2 separate regions of the Rattus norvegicus genome follow, and region 1 is linked to region 2. A link is a contact called in public Hi-C data. All regions are on one chromosome and are shown on one strand. Each heading gives the region's core, a stretch centred on a gene start, on an enhancer-like site or on the middle of the called end of the contact. The rest is flanking DNA. Distances are from core to core; before and after follow the strand shown. Region 1 has its middle 20 kb from the start of Aarsd1. Region 2 holds the start of Psme3 (proteasome activator subunit 3).

Evidence for each region. A called contact is a pair of places that touch in the nucleus more often than the background predicts.
Region 1: a contact with region 2 is called in a Hi-C map of the A7r5 cell line, with 4 times the contacts expected there. The contact joins the enhancer-like site here to the promoter of Psme3 in region 2. A contact is called at or near these places in 11 of 12 Hi-C or Micro-C datasets (the A7r5 cell line, the Rat2 cell line, Schwann cells and 6 more) and 1 of 1 datasets of contacts at active chromatin or transcription factors (oligodendrocytes).

What each region holds. Positions count from the first base shown.
Region 1 is chr10:86,832,510-86,835,717 of GRCr8, forward strand. No RefSeq gene overlaps it. Among named protein-coding and RNA genes, the nearest start is that of Aarsd1, 20 kb to the right of the region's middle. Within about 2 kb of position 1,327, at least 5 of the 93 cell types and tissues checked have an H3K27ac peak or open chromatin away from gene starts, as enhancers often do. A contact at or near this core is called in the A7r5 cell line, where this site is marked.
Region 2 is chr10:86,756,353-86,759,806 of GRCr8, forward strand. Psme3 (proteasome activator subunit 3) reads left to right here and starts at 1,581. Exons shown (of 11, transcript NM_001011894.1): 1 at 1,581-1,822; 2 at 2,518-2,550; 3 at 2,659-2,721; 4 at 2,945-3,049. The coding sequence starts at 1,781.

The sequences.
Region 1 (3,208 bases), core at 77-2,576, 76 kb after region 2:
CCTCTTCTGATGGGTCTGAAAACAGCAACAGTGTATTCATGTACATAAAATATATCTTAAAAAAAGGGGGGGGGGTTGGGGATTTAGCTCAGTGGTAGAGCACTTGCCTAGCAAGCGCAAGGCCCCCTGGGTTCGGTCCCCAGCTCCGAAAAAAAGAAAAGAAAAAAAAAAAAGTCTGGAAAGGGCTGGACAGATGGCCAGTGGTTAAGAGCACTGGCTACTCTTCCAGAGGACCTGAGTTCAGTTCCCAGTGCCCACATGGCGGCTCACAACCCTCTGTAATTCCTGTTCCAGGGGATCCAACACCTTCATGTAGACATATAGACAGTCAAAGTGCAGAAAATAAAGATAAATAAATCGAACCCAGAAGCCAGGTAGTGGTGGCACAGCCTTTACTTAATCCCAGCACTTGGGGGATGGGACAGGGAGCGAACAGGCAGGTGGGTCTCTGAGTTCAAAACCAGCCTGGTCTACAGAGCCAGTACCAGGACAGCCAGGGCTACACGAAGAAACCCTATCTCAAAAACAAACAAACAAACAAACAAAAAGTATCTATCAAATGGACACAAAAGAACCCAAAGGAGCATTGGCAACTGAGAAGACAAGTGAATTGCTCCAGGAGCAGGCAATATTTGAGGCCTCTGAGCTCACTAGATGATGGCGATAAAGGAGCAAAGGCATAAAATATTCATGCATCCGCACTGTGAGGGTGACTCTGCCGCAGCTCCGCAGCTCAGTGTCCCAGGCACCAAAAATAAAGTTTGGGGAAAGTCTGGAACTCCAAAAATAGAAACAATGGTGGCACGCTAAGCAACACACATCTGGAGCCCTGATTGTTCGGGTTGCCCAGGCAGGAAGACAGCGGAGTCCAGGAAGTCAAGGCCAGGCTGGGCAATATAGCAAGGCTCCCTCTGAAAAAAAAAAAGATGGAGGGAGGCTGGGAGATGGTTCAGTCCATAAAGTGCCCTGTCAGCATGAGGCCCTGAGCACACACGTGTAGCAGCACGCACAGGAACATGTATGCTTATGTACACATGCACACTCAGAGTGGGAGGCGGGGGATAATTTCCAGAAGGCTACAAGCCATTCCTTGTTTATTCTGCTTGTGTTTTAGAACTCTCTTTATGTTCCACATCCTAGGGACCAGGAAACCATGCCTGTCTAACTGGACAAGGGTTCTGTTATCCTCGTTATTTCTCTTATTTAATTAGTTAATTAATTTGGAGATGGGGTCCAGGCCAGCTTCATCGGCCAGGCTGTGTACCAAACTGAGATATATATATATATTCCTGGGCCTTCCCTGCAGCTGCCAGAGGCGTCGGCAAGAACGGGCCCACAGCGCCCTCTGCTGTTCTATCACAAGGGATGGGTTCTTGGGACTGATTTTATTGAAGGATCCTGAGGTCGGCAAGCAGCTGAAAAAGCAGAAGAAACGCAAAGCTTTGTACGAAATTCCGGACGAGCTCACTCGCTTGGATCACAACACAGTCAGTGAGGAAGCCAAGGGCCTGAACTTTGCCACGATGATGGTTTTTCAGACTTTCTAAGCGGAGTAGAAACCTTCAAGATATCCACAGCAGAGGCATCAAAAGTGGACCGTTAGGATCGCTTAATACTATCTGTTAACCAGGGTTACAGAAACAAGGAAGGAAAACAGGCTCAGGAAGAGGTATAGGGAAACAGCCTTACCTTTAGAGTCCCATAAAGATTGATTCCTGGAGCACAGGAAGATAGCCTAGAGGTTAAGAGAGCATTTGCTGCATAAACCGAGGACCTGAGTTCGAATCCCTAACACCCATGTAAAACAGCTCTACATGGCTGTGCGAGAGAGAGAGAGAGAGAGAGAGAGAGAGAGAGAGAGAGAGAGAGAGACTGTCTCATGGGACTAAGGTAGAGAGAAATAGAGGAAGAAGACACCTGAAATTGTCCTTAGGCCTCCTCATGTGCAAGGACTGAACACAAGGAACCCTGACTTCTCCGTTAACAGCACTGTGTGCGTGCCTGCCCCGAATGAGAGACTTCATGGCAACGTTAGATTGGAAATTTTCACAGCCATAGCTTGACCCAGGTATTTTTCCTGCCAGAATTGCCCAACAGCCTCAAGGCCCCAAATTGTTTATTTGACCTGGAAGAAGTGACGATACTTTACAGGATAGGAAAGATGCAAGCCATGGTAGCCTGTCTTCCTGTAAAGTACTTTATTGAGCCGTCAGATGACCCAGTGGCTCAGCGACGGGCTTAGGAACCAGGCTGCTGGTCAGAGGTGTGCCTCAAAGCACGCTGGTACACATCTGCAGTCTCAGCACGAGGGAGATGGAAGCCGGGGGATCACTGCAAGTTCCGGACCAGTCTGGGCTAGATATGGAATATCCTGCTTCAGAAAGAAGGGAAGGGGGGTGGGGAGAGGGAGCAGACACTCTCAGGCAAACTCCTTCTCTCTTGGGTATGGTAACCTTGCCTGTGAAATGTGGGTAACAATAGGACCTACCTCACAGGGGTCTTAATGAAGATCAAACAGGTGTGTTTTGTGTTTGGTTTTGGTTTGTCTAATTGACTGCTTCAGTGGAGATAGGAAGCTGAGTGCCCTGTGTATCCTAATCACACAATCTAACACTAAGCAAGCATCACATCCTCAAGATTTGTTTTGTTTCGAGACAGGTCTTACTACGTTAGCCAAATCTTGGACTCCTAGGTTTAGGTAATTATCCTGCCTCAGTCTCTTGCGCTCTGGAATTACAGGGGATGGCTACTGTCTCTGACTGACAAGGGTTTACCCATCTACAAAGGGTTTACCCTTCCTCGAATGAGGAAGAGATCAGCTTCACGGAGTCAGAAAAAGCCCGGGTAGGCATGGTGGTATACACTGTAGTCCTCTACTGGGGAAGCAGAGGCAGGAGGACCTCAACTTAGAAGGCTACCAGAGTGAGGCATTGTCTACAAATATGAGATGAGAGGGGGCAGGAGGAGAGGGGAGGGGAGGAGGAAGGAGACAGAAGAGGTGAGAGGCGGCAGCCTCAAGCCAGCCTTACTCCACCTCCTTACAGCCGCCACAGTTAAAAGGGTCATGGACCACCCAGCTTCTTCTTGGCTCTGAGCAACTTTGAGGCGACGTGTTTGCAGCTCAAGAATTTAATGGCAAGACTCTGGATGGCCGTCCTGCTGGAAGGGAAACCAGTCAGCCTGTATACATAGTTTGGTCTCTTCAGCA
Region 2 (3,454 bases), core at 331-2,830:
GAGACTAGTGTTAACAGAAAGTAGTGTGAAGATGGCTCAGGGGTTAAGAGCACTGATTGCTCTTCCAGAGGTCCTAAGTTCGATTCCCAGCAATCACATGGTGGCTCACAACCATCTGGAATGAGGTCTGATGCCCTCTTCTGGTGTGTCTGAAGACAGCTAGAGTGTACTTATTTATAAGTGAGTAGAGGAGAAGGGTGGGAGGAGGGTATTTGCACTGGAATAAGTGGGAAGACTATCTTAGATCCCTGCTATTGTCTGCCTGCCATTTCTTTGCTCCCATTTGCATTTTGGTCACTTTATTTTCTGGTGTTTTTCCAGTGTGAAGCACCAGTGGCAACCAGAAACTTTAAGCAGATTGTTCACTTTCTGTACCCCAGAACTGTTGTTTTCCATAGAAGAGTCACTGGTTCTGCCGGCTATTGAGTACTACAGTGTATCACATTTTCTGTTTTTGGTTGTTTTGTGACAATTTATATATGGCCTTACTTTGAAGCTCAGGCATTTAAAACCATTATCATTTACTCTGGATGGGCTTACTTATTTTCTTATGTGTGCACAGAGGTCAGAGGGCAACTTGCAGGGATTGGCTGTCACACCATACGTGTCTAAGGATTGAATTAACGTCGGTCGGCTTAGAGGCGAGTGCCTTTAATACCCACTATGTCCACCTTTTAGCTCCTGGTAGCTCAAGCTTTCCTGAATATTTCCCATTTAGTTGGTTGATGCGGTGAATTGGAAATCCAGACACGAGGGGCTGACTGTATTGTAATATGTAAATTAACACTGGCTAAAGTTATTTTTTTAATGCGTCTGCTAGAAGACCTCACCCTACATACATGATGCGCACATTTCTAGTCTCTCCAGAAAACTGTTCTGGGGTCTAGCACATCCCCCTACTCCATTTTATTGCATGGAATAACCAATAGGAAAAGATACACCGAATAAACTGTTGAAAGAGGAGATTGCTGTCTCGGACTTCCAGTGGGAAAATGGTAACCACTTCCCCCTAGAACTGAAAACTTAAGTCTAATGAAGTCATTGAAAACAATGTGTTGTCTCTTAAGATAAGCCACTATCCTCTTTTGAGAGTGAATTTGCCCCTTAGATACTTGATATCTGAGGTCTGCACGTTTATGATAACTGTACCAGGAAAGCTCGGTGCAATGGAACTTGTCTTGTGTTTGAGACTAGTCGTCAGGAGTAAGGGATGGGTGGCGGGAATCAGTAGTCACAGCCCGGAACCTTAAACTAGGGACCCGGGCCGCGGGCTTCTCCAGCCGACGTCACTAGGGCGCGACGCCTACTCTTCCAGAAGCAGTGGCACGTGAGGTACCACGGTGAAGTCGAGTTCCGGGACAATAAGACACATCACTCTTGAGTCCCCGGGAGATTTGGGTCTCAGCATCCCTGTCCTAGGTTTGCCACCACAGGTCACAAGGCCTGGAGCTCCATTAGCCCCTCCGAGAACCTGTAGAGTTGAGCATCACAGCGGCTGCGCAGGGCACGTGCTCATCCTCCCCAGGAGTCCGGGCGATTGGCTGTGACGCAACTTCCGGCGTGAGCGGCGAAAGCCGGGAGGGCGAGCGAGAGAGCTACCCGGCAGCAGGCGGGCGGGTGGCCGGCCGGCACGGAGGGAGGGAACGAGCAAGCGGTGAGCAAGCCAGCGAGGGCGCCCGGGTCCCGAGGGCAGCGGAGATTCCTCAGGCCCCTCCGGTGCCCTCCCCGGAGCCCACAGCACCTCCGGCACCCAGCGGAGCGGACGCGGTCCAGCCCGGCCATGGCCTCGTTGCTGAAGGTGGATCAGGAAGTGAAGCTCAAGGTAGCGGCACAGCTCCGGCCTCCTCATCCCTCCTTTCGAACCCCCAGCAGTCGGATCTGCTCCCCACTCCCCATGTCGTCTTTGTCTCCCTGGGGACACCAGGTATGAGCTTCCGCCTGGCTCAACCCAGCCCCCCACGCCTGGAGACGGCATTGGAGAGGACGATATAGGGTGGCTTTCTGCCCTGCTTCTGGTGATGGAGTGCACCAGTGACTCCTCCTTGGACACGTGTTAGACTCAGTGCTTTAGGCTAGTGACAGGTGGAAATCCCGGGCCCAGGAACGTCCCCGCCCCCGACCCTGCCACTGACCCTGCCCTTGAGGCTGGCCTACTGCGTATGATAGGCCAGGTCTGGGGGGGAGTTGGCACGTTTGTGAGCTCACTTCTTCCAGTCTGGCTTTTGTCTGCCTATGAAATTGAGAGGGTTTCAGACAACACGGAGGGAGGGACCAAGGGGGGTGAGGGGTGGGTGGAAAGGGAGAGAAGGGGTAGAACTGACAGGTGCCGGCCTGCAACCCCAACATCTTCTCCCAAGATGGAGAAATGGATCCTCAAAAAAATGAAATATTTGCAGTCCGGGGGCCTCTCACCTTCTAATTATAATTTCAAGGTGAGGGCGAGACAGCTGGATTTGGGGTTCCCCATCCACACCCTTGTATCACTAGGTATTGAATTGCTCTCTTTGTTAATTCTAGGTTGATTCTTTCAGGGAGCGGATCACAAGTGAGGTGAGTGCTGGTTGTAAAAGAGAAAAGGGGCATTGGTTAATAGCTTGGGGTTTCCCAAAAAGATATCCATAGGGAGTTTATTAATTCAGGTGTATTTTCTCTGCCTAGGCAGAAGACTTGGTGGCAAATTTTTTCCCAAAGAAGTTATTAGAACTTGATAGTTTTTTGAAGGTGAGAGACGCTTTTATTTCTTTAAATTACTTCTTTGGTTCCTGTCTTTCTGACAGAGGGGGCAGACTGTGTGTTGATTCTGTTCCCTTGTGTACTGTAAAGGATTCGTTTGCTTTTACAAGAAATACTCCTATCCCCCGTCTCTCTCCTTTTCTTTTCTTTTCTTTCTTTTCTTTTTAAACTTAACACTAATACTGTTTTGGGGTGAATGCCTCTCTTTCAGGAACCAATTCTAAATATCCATGACCTAACTCAGATCCACTCAGACATGAATCTCCCAGTCCCTGACCCCATTCTCCTCACCAATAGCCACGATGGACTGGATGGTGTGAGTGTCTTGCATTTATGTTTGTGTTCTTAGTATTTTGTTTTTTGGTAAGCTTGGGGACGTACGGAGATGTGGGATTTGCCTGTGGGATCTGGGTTCTGTTTGAGGTGTGGTGACTCTAGCATACTATACTACTTTTTGGACCATTCGCTTCGTTTTGGGCGAGGTGAGTACGTTAGTGCTGCTCTAGTTCTTAACCCAGGTTTTAATTAGTTCGAAGCTGGCTGCAGGCTTCCCTCCACTACCTGGCTTTCCACACGCTTGGGAGCAAGACTGTTTTGTTCAGCATGCTGTCCTTATAGATGGCAGAACAGCTGTCCTTGCTGCCTAGCCGCAGTCCCAGTCCGCAGTCACTGTGCTTGCTGTGCTGAACTGTGCTTTACTGCACTTGCACTGTGCTTCTGA